Linked DNA regions of Danio rerio: region 1 is linked to region 2. Evidence: chromatin contacts called from public Hi-C data. All regions are on one chromosome and are shown on one strand. Each heading gives the region's core, a stretch centred on a gene start, on an enhancer-like site or on the middle of the called end of the contact. The rest is flanking DNA. Distances are from core to core; before and after follow the strand shown. Region 1 holds the start of tmem53 (transmembrane protein 53). Region 2 holds the start of tmub1 (transmembrane and ubiquitin-like domain containing 1).

Region 1 (6,012 bases), core at 503-3,002, 270 kb after region 2:
AGCCCTGGTCAGATCACACAAAATTGTTGCGACTTCCTTGATGTAGGGTCTCGTGGGGATTCTAAATGACAAATAGGCGTTGTGACTCAAGATTTAACCGTTTCTCTTGCGTAATGTTGCATAGTTCACGACAACTGATACATGCCTGCAACGCCTTACAACACAGAAAGTCTAGCATGTTTAATTTTTTCTCATTCTTTATGACGAGTTCTGTCACGTAGATGACACTGCAATAAGACCACATCATTTCTTGTTTATATCAGTGGGTGCTGCCGTTAATGCGCCGATAAGGTAATCAAAAAATAGACTGCATATTTACTTATGAGTGGGTCACGGGTGGATAAGATCAATCGTTATTGGTTATGCAAACGTTAACTACCTTTTCTAAAATATTAAGGTGTTTTAAGCAATTTTATCTGACAAACTGGCACAATTATGCAGACTTCTTCATTCTCACAACGAGTTTCTGAGTTCTCTCATCCTTCCAACAAACTTTGTTCTTCCGAGGTAATCTGGAAACATGTTTATCTGCGAATACATTGTAAAAGCATTTCCTGCTTATTCAAATTTGTCATTAACAGTGAAAACAGTTTAATATAGGTTTCTCTAAAACTGTGAATATTTCACTTTAATTTTATTTAGGCTAGATTATTATTTTATTTAACAAACCAACACAATATCACGGCAATTCATGTTTTGAAGCGCTTCACCTCAGATGTCATTTGTTATTCTTGTTTATAGATAACTGACCGACAAAAGATTATTAAAAACATTAAAATTATAGCAAACGAAATTAGTTTCAAAAAGATTTTTTTTTCAAGAAAAATATACAAATTATATTTTTGTTTGTGCTCTCCACTACTCAACTATACGGGTGGATGATTTGTTTCACTCTGAGGAAAATAAGGATTTAATGAAGGCTTTACTGTGATTGTATCACATATTTGCTAATGGGGTGTCACGGTGGCGCAGTGGGTAGCACAATCGCCTCACAGCAAGATGGTTACTGGTTTAAGCACCCGCTGGGTCAGTTGGCATTTCTGTGTGGAGTTTGCATGTTCCTCCTGTAGTGTATATGTGTGTGAATGAGAGTGTATGGGTGTTTCCCAGTGATTGGTTGCAGCTGGAAGGGCATCCGTTGCGTAAAACATATGCTGGATAATTTGGCGGTTCATTCCGCTGTGGTGACCCCTGATTAATAAAAAAATGTGTGATTTGACCTGGGCTTATCTTGTAACTTGGTAGTTTTTTTTCAATTAGTGTAGGATTTTTCTTTCATCAAATGTATAAATTTGTTTATTTGTTTCTATGCAATAAAATCGGAATAATCTAGATGTATTTCAAATATTTAAAAATTCTTGTTTGTATTTCAATAGTTTGATTAATGTATGTAAATGTTTGACATAATATTTATTTAAATAAAACAGCACACAAATATATCATGAGTAACCTTGCTTCATTTCTGATGTTTTTCATAATGTTCCGTTTTCACATTAATTGTTTAATTTCTTACTGTCTTTCTTTGTACATATTTCTATACTGACAAAAGCACATTTAAAATGTATGAGCTTCATTCCATTATAAAAAAATAACATTTCATAGATATTGTCGCAGAAATGTTAAATATTATTTCATTTCTTGCATGATCAACTTTTAGTAAATCTATTGTTGAAGGCGCCTTTGATTGACTTTTATTTTGAATTCGTCTGTCACTTGTAAATCGTGACCCGGATGTTGTATGTAACAATGAGACGCTGATGTTGTCTTGTTCATTCGTGCAGTATTATCGTGTGTGCTGTGTGTGTCTGTCCTCTCAGCAGCGCAACCAGAGTGAAACACGACACTCATTTGAAGTGAATTATTAATGGCAGACAGACGATTGTGGAAATAATTGCCAATATGGGGGATGATGACTTAGACTACAACATAGTTTTTTCAGAGGCACTGATCTCAGGTGAGAATGACAGCAGCACTGGTTTATCTTGTTTGACAGTAAATGCATGGAAGCCTGCAATCGATGATTATAACCTTGGTAGAACTGAAGTCGCTATATTGGAGAGCTGTAACAATACTTTTGGTGTGATTATCAGTGGATTCATGTTGTTTGGACACATTATTCATGTCTTGACAGAGAAACACTGGCGTGGATCGAAGGAGCCAGTCGTTATTCTGCTGGGCTGGGCGGGCAGCAGAGACAAGCACCTCGCCAAATACAGCTCTATTTACAACGAACAGGTGAAATAGTTTATTAAAATTTTTCAAAATATAAATATGTTAGTGTTTTTCTTTTCAGTTATCGATCATTTTGAACCTCTACCCTTGAAAGAGAAAGTAAACTGACTCTTAAACGCATTATCTATCTATCTATCTATCTATCTATCTATCTATCTATCTCATACACTGTTTTTAAAAAATAAAGGCATATTGACAAATGACTCGATGAAAAACATTTTCATTCCACAAAATGTAAAGGTTTTTTAGATTATGAAAATTTTCTTCAGTCTACTAAAATATTAAGGTAAAGTAGTTTTTTTATATTCGCACATTCAGAATTTCTTCTTAATAATATTTCAGTTAAGTATTATCTGAAAATTCTAAATAAGGAAATCCTATTATCAGCCAGTGACCATCAGAGTACAACATTGTTCACAGTCAATTAAATAGTGCTAATGTTGTTTTGAAGTCATACTTGCATGCAATTTCAGACCCATTATTCAAATTAACTTGATAAACAATATAGGGAATCCGTTAAATGAACGAATATGGTAATATAAAACCAACTTTGCCTCAGTTACAAAAATAGGATTCTTTGAAAAACTTTCTACTAAAAGGTGTAATTGCAGTGAAAAAAAACTTTTTGCTTCTTTGCTTTTACTTGTAAGCAAGTTTCATCTTTCTAATGTTTTATAACTTTGCAAAGTATTAAATTATAACTGAGAAAGCTTTATTAGAACTGTGATGTCAAAACGTTTAACAATAAGTGCTCATGGGTAGCTTAAATAATGTGTCGGTGCTTTTTGGGTAAGGTTTTCAATAAAATAAACACCAAAGTCCAAGGCACTCGAAAAATGTGGGGAATTTTTTTTTAAAAGCTATTCATGTCAATAAAGGCTTTTAACATTTTTTCCACATTTATCGAGTACCTTGGACTGACTTGCTGTTTAAAAAAGTTTTATGCAATGATAATTGTAATTAAATGTTTCACTCTTTTAACAACTAGGACAGTAGTAGGAAAGTACACCCCACTATAACTGCTGTAATGATGACCCGATGACTCAAAGGAATTATATCACTTTAGGAACTTTTTTTTAAAATCTAATAATGAATGTTAAAAACATTGACCGCCAATCAGCCTCTTGTTTATTTTAAACCCACCATTTTTTTATTTTGTTTTATGATGTAGAAAAAGTTATATACGTTTCACAAGTGTGCAAAATATGCCTGTTAAGTTTCAGCTCAAAATACCTCACACATATTTTCTATAATACCATAATCAAAATCATATCTCTTTAAATGCAAATACACTTCTTCTCCCTGCCTTCCATTCTTAATAGATACAATAGGGTATATGCAGAAAGACTTAATTTCAGTAACCAAGTTATACCGTTTCCGGTGAACTCTATGCCCTTACAAAATCGCCACGTTTAAGGTCTGTTTTTTTTAAAAACCAATGATCTTTACTGCCTGATTGATGTACAATAGAAAGTGGGTTTCAGAATGTACAAAAAGCACTGCATTAAATTATTTTCTCGACATGTCTTTAAAACATGCAGTGCTCAGCATAATAAAGTGCACCCCATTTTGAAAATGAATATTTGAATCCATTTCTCAGTGAATATAGGGAATGTATTTTAGTGCATTTAACAAAACAGATTTATTAAACAGATATATTTATTAAATTAACTTTTTAGTCACAAAACATATTTAGAAATTGAAAGACGATACAATTAAATTCAAGCAAAATATTGCTAAAAATTTGCAACCTACAAAATTTCAACAAAATATTTAAATTGTTTTGCTTCTCTTGATTTTTCCTTTTTTTATTTGTATTGAATATTTTTCTATAGCATACATTTGGGTGTACTAGTTTTTGGACCGTTATCGTAAGTTGTTTTGTTAGATAACCTCTAGATTTGTGCTAGCCTGCTGAACCTAATGGCGCAAACAAATTTTCATCTTGTTTTACACTTATATGCTTAAGACTATTTAACTGATTATATTTTAATTCACAATTAGCTGATGGTGGGAGGAAACTGGGTAAACCCACGCAAGCATGTAGACTTTGCACAATAATGTTGACTGGTCTGGTAAGGACTTGAACCAGTGACTTTCTTGCTGTGAGGCAACAGTGCTAACCAATGGGGCACCTTGCTGCCCTATCTAGGAAAAAGGAGGAAGAGTAGGGATGGAGGGGGGAGGGGGGTATTAACTCTGGTTATTTATAGTGAGTTAGGAATCATCTGATTGGTGCAACGTGTGTCAGCGCATGCTTTACCAGCTATGTTCAATCATAAGCACGTGATCTGCTCGAAATTAGTTTATAAATACACTTCACTTAAATTACAATGTTGGGGCTGTAAAAGGAACTGTATAAAATTGAAAAAAGTCACATTAACCGTTCACCGGAAGTTTATTAGTAGGGGAAGAAACACTAGCTGTGCATATACCCTGTATGTTATAAAAGAAGTCAATCCCGTCAAGGTCAAAGTTTGTAATATGATTATAACATCTTATCATTTCTCCACAGGGTTGTACGACTCTACGCTACACGGCTCCTTTAAAGACGGTTTTTATTTCAGAATCATTGGGCTACAAGGAGCTAAGAAGCACTGCACACAAACTACTCGAACTTCTGTATGACTACGAGGTGGAAAACAACCCGATCTTCTTCCATGTGTTCAGCAACGGGGGCTTCATGCTTTACCGCTACATGGTTGAGTTGCTGCACAGTCACAAGCAGTTCAGCACTCTGTGTGTGGTGGGCACAGTTGTGGACAGTGCTCCGGGCAGCCAAAACGTCGTAGGGGCCCTCAGAGCACTCAAAACCACTTTAGGGCCCAAAGTGAACGTGCTACTGCAGTACTTCCTCCTGGCACTGTTTGCTGTTGCGGTTTTCCTCCTCAGGATTGTTTTGTATCCCTTGACCAAGTATTTTCACAGGAACCACTATGATGCTATGATGGAGCATCCAGCGCCGTGGCCTCAGATGTATCTCTATTCCAGAGCAGACCGCGTGATCCGCTACAGGGACGTGGAGAAGATGGTGAAAGGGTTGCAGGAGAAAGGGCTGATGGTTGAAAGTTTTGATTTCATCACCCCTGCACACGTGAGCCTGTTCAGAGACTGTCCCGAGGACTATTCTAATAGATGCAGGACGTTTCTGAGCCACTGCATGACTACTTCAGAGGAGATCTTGATGAAAAAGCATCACTAATTATGCAGTTCATGACTGGCTCATTAATATACTCGCTGTACACTTTTTTTATCGTGTACAAACTACCCTATTTGTGAAATAAAAGCACTGCTGTTTAATATAATCAACTTATCTCAAGCCGTACATGAGGTTTTTAACAGGGGTCTACAACAACTTATCTCCGAAGTATTTTTGTCTTATGCTGTGAAATGATTTGTAAATTAGGGAGTTGTTGATTTGTAACATTGAGATTTTTAGATATTGTGTACGAGTAATTTTTTGTTGTCTAGACATTGTGAATGAATAAATTAATATATTTGACTGATGTGCCTTCCTTGAATAAAAGCTTCTGTTAACTAAACTGAATCAAAGTCAACTTTTCCAAAGGGAAGTCAGTGTTGAAGGTGAGCGGCACGGTTGACTTGGTTGTGGAAAAGCTGTGACCGACTGCACAAGCTGCTTAGGTTAGCTTATAGGTCTGGTCATAACCATAGATTGTCTAAAGATGTACAGCATATTTCCGCTGTTTCCCACAAATATTCCAGGCTTCTATCTCCCTTTGGTCAACAGTGAGTACGTTTACATGGACACCAACTATC
Region 2 (5,846 bases), core at 4-2,503:
TCTGACGCAGCTGAGTCGAAGATTGAGGCACACTCTGACAGGCACGTGGGAACGGTGGGCAAGGAGAACTAGCATTAAAGGCAACATTTTGTTATGTGTTCAGAGCATAAAATTATTATATTCTGAAAGCTATAATAAATAATCTAATGAGTGTTTTGAGCTGAAACTGTACGGACACATTCTGGAGACACAAAAGACGTATTTTAGATCTAAAAAAGGCTTAAAATAGGCACCCTTTGAGAGAAAATTAAACATTTGAGGTGAACTACACCTTGGTCTGACATTCTCCATCAGTTTCCACTCTCGTAGCATCTCATCCCATGCAAGTGCAATAAAGAGTTTTCATTCTGACAAATTTTTATTTTCCTGTTCCTCAGAAAAAGTCATGACTCTAAATGGGAAAATTGAGGTAAAGTTGGTTTTATATTCCCACATTCTGACTTTTTAATTAATAATATAACTTCAGAAACGTGTTCTTTACAAATAAAAATTGAGAAATCATACAAGCAGACAATGACTATCAAAGTACAGCATTGTTCACACAGTCAAATAAATAGTGCTACTGCTGTTGTGAAGTTATACCTGCATGTGATTTCAGACCCAATAATCAAAATACCATGGTAAATGATATAGGGAGCAGGTCACAAGATGTCACTACAGCCAACTTTGCCTCAATCATGAGAAAAGGGTAACACTTCACATTACCGAGTGAACTGAGCGTTTAAAAGTCACACTCTTTCAGTTAACCATGTTAAAATACACAAGCGTGCTCGCACACGAGAATGACAGGTGAATTTACACGTCTCAATCGACAAACGTAAATGTTAAGGTAATCAAACAGATGTCAACAGCCACGTTTCTAGCACATACAGAGAAAAGTTTAAAGTAACTATTATTAACAAAAAAGACACTCTCTCGTGTCTTCTGCCATCAGTTTTGTGCTCAACAGCATGAAGTGTGTGTGTGTTTGTAAGTGACGCTCTGTCTGAAGGTAAAGCAGGTGAGCGCTCGCGTATCGCTAGAGCTGCGAAACAAGCTAAAGAGCCGCCAACACGAGCTGAACAGCTGCTTTCCTCGTGTGAATGAGTCCTCAAAACAAGTGGAGTTAAAGCTGTTTAAAGAAACTCTATACGACTCCAAAAATGGCTTACCGTTGACATTTCACATCGTATGATGGTCCATGATTCGCACCGTTTAACGTCTGCGCTTCCTGATCACTGGCAGGAGAGAACGATGCCACAACGGCGACTTCCGGTTTAAAAAAAAATTCTCCCTTCATAATAAAGGTTTAGAGTTTTTTTTTTTTTGGCACAAATCATTTGTCAACTGATAATGATGTAGACAATGTTATTCGACTTTACCTTTTAATTTCTCATTGGTTTATACTGATATTAAGTACACATAAACTGACCAATATAATTTTGTACGTAGAAAGTACCAAAAGGCATAGTTCAGAGACATAATATGACAGAGATTTCATTCTACACGTTCATATCAAAAACACAAATTTTGAGAAGTATGTTTAGGGTGTATACTTTGTATACCCCTAGGAAAATTAACCATGGTTTTGTCATTCGTTTTTGTTAGACTGATTATCATAACCACAGAGGGTCTTTCTATCATGGATAAAACATTTAATGACAATTATATTAGGACAATCCTAACTGCAGATAAACAAGCTTTCCCTTCATCCCTCACCCCCAAAAAACTGGTCAGATTATAAAAAATACATCATTCCCAATAAAGTAAAAGAAACTTATTTTAACATAGGTAAATTTTACATACTTACATATTACATGGTTATTATTCATGCAATAATTTTATTAGTAAGTTTAAGGAAGGTTTTTCACTCTTGTGTTGTTTTTGTAAAATGGAGCCGGAAACATTTCTCCCTTTATTTTTCAATTGCAGTTACACAAAATGGCTTTGGTCCCAAGTTTGCTTATTAATTTTTGAAGCGTATTAAAAATTTATTGATATAACTGAAAAAAATGGCTGCATAATACCGTGATAGTCATAATAATTAATTTTATTTGTAAATGGCGCCTTACAGCAAGCATCTACAGCCATAACAGAACAAATTAATACACAAAAACATTGCCAAACAAAATTTTAAATGTATGTACAGAGTTGCAGGTACAAACACATCATGAGTATAAAATAACAGGATAAAAGATAGTCAAAGGAAAGCCTGCTTAAAAAGATGGATCTTAAGATTTAAAAGTGTGTAAACTATCACGGCTCCTTAGATCCAGGGAAAGCGAGTTCCATAGTTTATTAGCCGAGGAGCTAAAATATCAAACAATCTTTGTGCTTAATCAAGTGCGAGGTGGCACCATGAGAAAGAATTTATGGATTGCAACTCTGGATTATTGTAAATGAACAAAATAATAAAAAATCTTATTTAATTAGGAAAGTAACACATCCACAAAACAAAATGTATGCTCACTGTACCAAACTGTAAACTATTTTTCATTGATCTAAACATTTTTTATGATTCCCTGACTTCTATACAGAGTAATTCCAATGCTTTCAAGACATTCCGACTGCTGAAAATAATATTTAATGTACCCGTTTCATTTTGTTGTTAATTCCCTTGTATACTGTTTTATGTATAATTCTGTATTCCCCTTTTTAATAAAAAAATAAATAAAAAAAGAACCAGTTTTGCTACAAAAAAGGTTTAAACTATTATTAGTGTTGCAAAACCACGACTATTTGTATTATTTTACCATGGTTAAAGTCTACTTTTTTCTTTCAGTAAAACCAACATTTTCATATGAAAAACAAAATCCCCTAATTATTATTTACCACAAACCTTATTTAATTTTTACAGGGTCCTTACCAGTGATCATATTTTTGTACACGATATTGGCTGATCAACAACCTCATGATCCAGAATGCTGACTGAGATGCACTCTTTGTGTACTGAAGTAAATAATACAGAATTGTGATGTTTGGGTGAAGATCAAGTAAGTTGTTGACATGTTAAATGTTGAGTAAGTTCTCCACAGTGCTGTGCCAAAGCTGTTTCTGCGGTTTTCAGACCAGATGAACATGCATTGCTCTTTATGTAGTTATTGCTTGTTTTGTGCAACACCTTCGCCTGAGGATGTCATTTTCACTGTCTGTCCTTCACACACAGATGCTCGGATGTGTCGAACACTATAAGATGAAGTCAGAGCTGCCAACAACACCTGATAAGACAGTGTAAAACAAGCTGAATGCATAATGTTGGAGAGGATGACATTAATCTCCTTGCAGAATTTATTTTCAAGCCAATTATCTAAAAAAAGGCTGTTTTATTATATTATATTATATTATATTATATTATTGTTAATTTTATATAATTAATATATAATTGTATTTTAATTTTAAAACTGTCCTAAGGAAAGAATGAGTGTTGTTCAATAGTTTAAAGACAACTTTCGTAAAATGTTTGGAGAATCATCATAAATAATCAAAAACAAATTATGAATAAATAATTTCATTAATCAAAAAAATCTAACTTTAAGTTATACAATAATACTAATTATAAATTATAATACAAATAATATTAATTTCACACATTGTAAATTGGGTATTTATACAAGAAACTCTATATTTCTAAAATAAATAATAATTTTTCATTTTAGGATGGGTGTCCCTTGCATGCGTATGATCATATTTGGGGTTCCGTGACATCTTAAAGGTTCTGTAAGCATTTTGTTCTTTCTTTAAAATAATAAAAAAAAAACAAATAAGACCATTTAGATTTTCTGCTTTTTCCTTTTTAATAATCTTTTTCTTATATAGACATTTCAATATGTATATATAAACAGACATTTCAATCCATTTCCCCACCTGTTACCCAACACGCAGTCATTCACTCACACAGTCCCCTTACATACATTTCCCATAATAAATTACCTTTCCCTCTAAAGAAAGAGCCAAGCAAATGCACACAGAGAAAGTGGAATATGGTTGACTTGCACAAAATACATCATCCATCTTAAGAAGATCTGATTTAGGATCTTTATGCATTTCATATAGAGCATCTCATTTTATGCAGATGTAAGCAAGGCCTTGATTTAGCAAACTTCCATGGCTTTAGTCGAAACATCCTATTCAAAACTTACTTATTAAAAGAAACTATGATATTATATAAACATCACACTAGATCGCTGCCTGACAAAACAAGAATGTGACAAATCCATCTGGATTCCATTGATTAAGTCTTTTTCAAATGATGAAACTATTTAAATCTTTAAATCGCAGATAAATTTCAGTCGTGTTTTCATAAAAAGCTTTCAGCTTGTAATTTCTCTCAACATCCATATTCTAAAGGCACAATCTAAAAATGCAACATTCTCCAAACAAGAGAGATGAAAACATTATTTAACTATCCTGCAGTCAACTTTGTGCATTGCTTTCCCCGTTACATGACCCCAAAGCTGTCAATCACTTTGAGAAAATAAAATGTATAATCACAACCCATTCCTGCATATAATAATCCTCAATTCCAACCTTCTCCACACAGCTCACATCCTAAGACTTTAAAGAAACATTCCACTTAGTCCTTAAAGAGATAGTTCAACCAAAAATGTAACTTTACTGGTAAGTTACTGGTTTTTACTGCTAAGTTCATGGATTTAAAGTGGTTTGAGTTTCTCTTTTCTACTGAACACAAAAGAAGATGTTTTAAACAATCTGTATAGAAACCTTTAGCCATTGTCATCCACAGTAGGAAAAATAAACCCTACGGAAGTCACTGGTTACCGTAAAAAAGAAACTCGAACAGGTTTGTAAAATGATGTAATTTGATGTGCTTAAAGTTGTGTGTCAATTATTGATGTCAATTTTCTTTTCTTTTTTTTTTGGTTGAACTCTCCCTTTAATATAGCTTTACATCCATATTTGTGCACAAACCCTCAATTCTTTTAGGTTTAAAACCCAAGAGCAGCAGTGGTCGTGGCAGCAGCGTCTGAAATACTCCTCATCCATACACTATTACTCCTTACACTTGCCCCAAAACACCAACTTAGTGCCTCCGTCAAAGCTTACACCTAAACACACCAAAATAACAGTGAGGACACAAAAGGGCATGTGGGAACACCACAAAAACTAAATAATTAACTGCTGGGGAACATATAATTATAATAATAATAATAATAAACCACCCACTTTTTTACCCCTAAATACACCAAAACAATCACTCTGGACAAAGTATAAAGCATCTGAGAAGTGCTGCTGCTTTTTTGTGTGATGTTTCTCAGAATAAAATGGCTCTTGATCATCGGCTGGGGGAAGTCTTGTATGTTCGATGACGTTGTATAAGCTGAATCATCCAGGCACAGTTAGACTCTACAGTTTTGCCCAGAGGAGTTCTCTGTATAATTAAAGAATGACAGTAACAGCCAGCCAGACATCTTGTGTTTTGTCCTGAAAACATGGACTGCTCACATCCTGTGTGTACAAATGCACATACAGACTCTTACATACACACACACACACGCACACACATGGACACACGTACAGCACAGTCTTTCTGAAAACAACGAAACCTGCAAGTGGCACATGCTCTCTGAAGCACACGATCACACACTCGCTCCGTTCATGTCGTCATAAAGGAACCTCCAGCAGCTTTTTGTGTAGGTACTGCTTGACTTCCTCGATCCCGTTCAACTTCTCCAACTCCAGATAGGGCAACTACAATGAAGAAAGTCAAATAACAATTAAAATATTATGAATCAATACTGCTGCAAGCTTTAAAATGGTATTGTCTAACTATTCTAATATGCTGATTTACTGGTTAGCAATGTGGAAAACACTGTGCTATTTTTGCAGGGTTCCCATCCTTAGCCAAA

The links. Hi-C and Micro-C count contacts between places; a contact is called where the count stands out from the background.
Region 1: a Hi-C map of hematopoietic stem cells shows a contact between it and region 2, with 3 times the contacts expected there. The contact joins the promoter of tmem53 here to the promoter of tmub1 in region 2. A contact is called at or near these places in 3 of 18 Hi-C or Micro-C datasets (caudal fin, hematopoietic stem cells and an unstated tissue).

The regions. Positions count from the first base shown.
Region 1 is chr2:35,816,006-35,822,017 of GRCz12tu, forward strand. tmem53 (transmembrane protein 53) reads left to right here and starts at 1,753. Exons shown (of 3, transcript NM_001002637.1): 1 at 1,753-1,954; 2 at 2,132-2,235; 3 at 4,748-5,734. The coding sequence starts at 1,900. The coding sequence ends at 5,434. It overlaps opn4.1 (opsin 4.1), which reads left to right. Exons shown (of 1, transcript NM_178289.3): 1 at 1-1,437. It also overlaps a transcript of pxdc1a not described here.
Region 2 is chr2:35,544,397-35,550,242 of GRCz12tu, forward strand. tmub1 (transmembrane and ubiquitin-like domain containing 1) reads right to left here and starts at 1,254. Exons shown (of 3, transcript NM_213298.2): 1 at 1,152-1,254. fastk (Fas-activated serine/threonine kinase) reads right to left here. Exons shown (of 10, transcript NM_001170819.1): 10 at 5,346-5,688. The coding sequence ends at 5,602.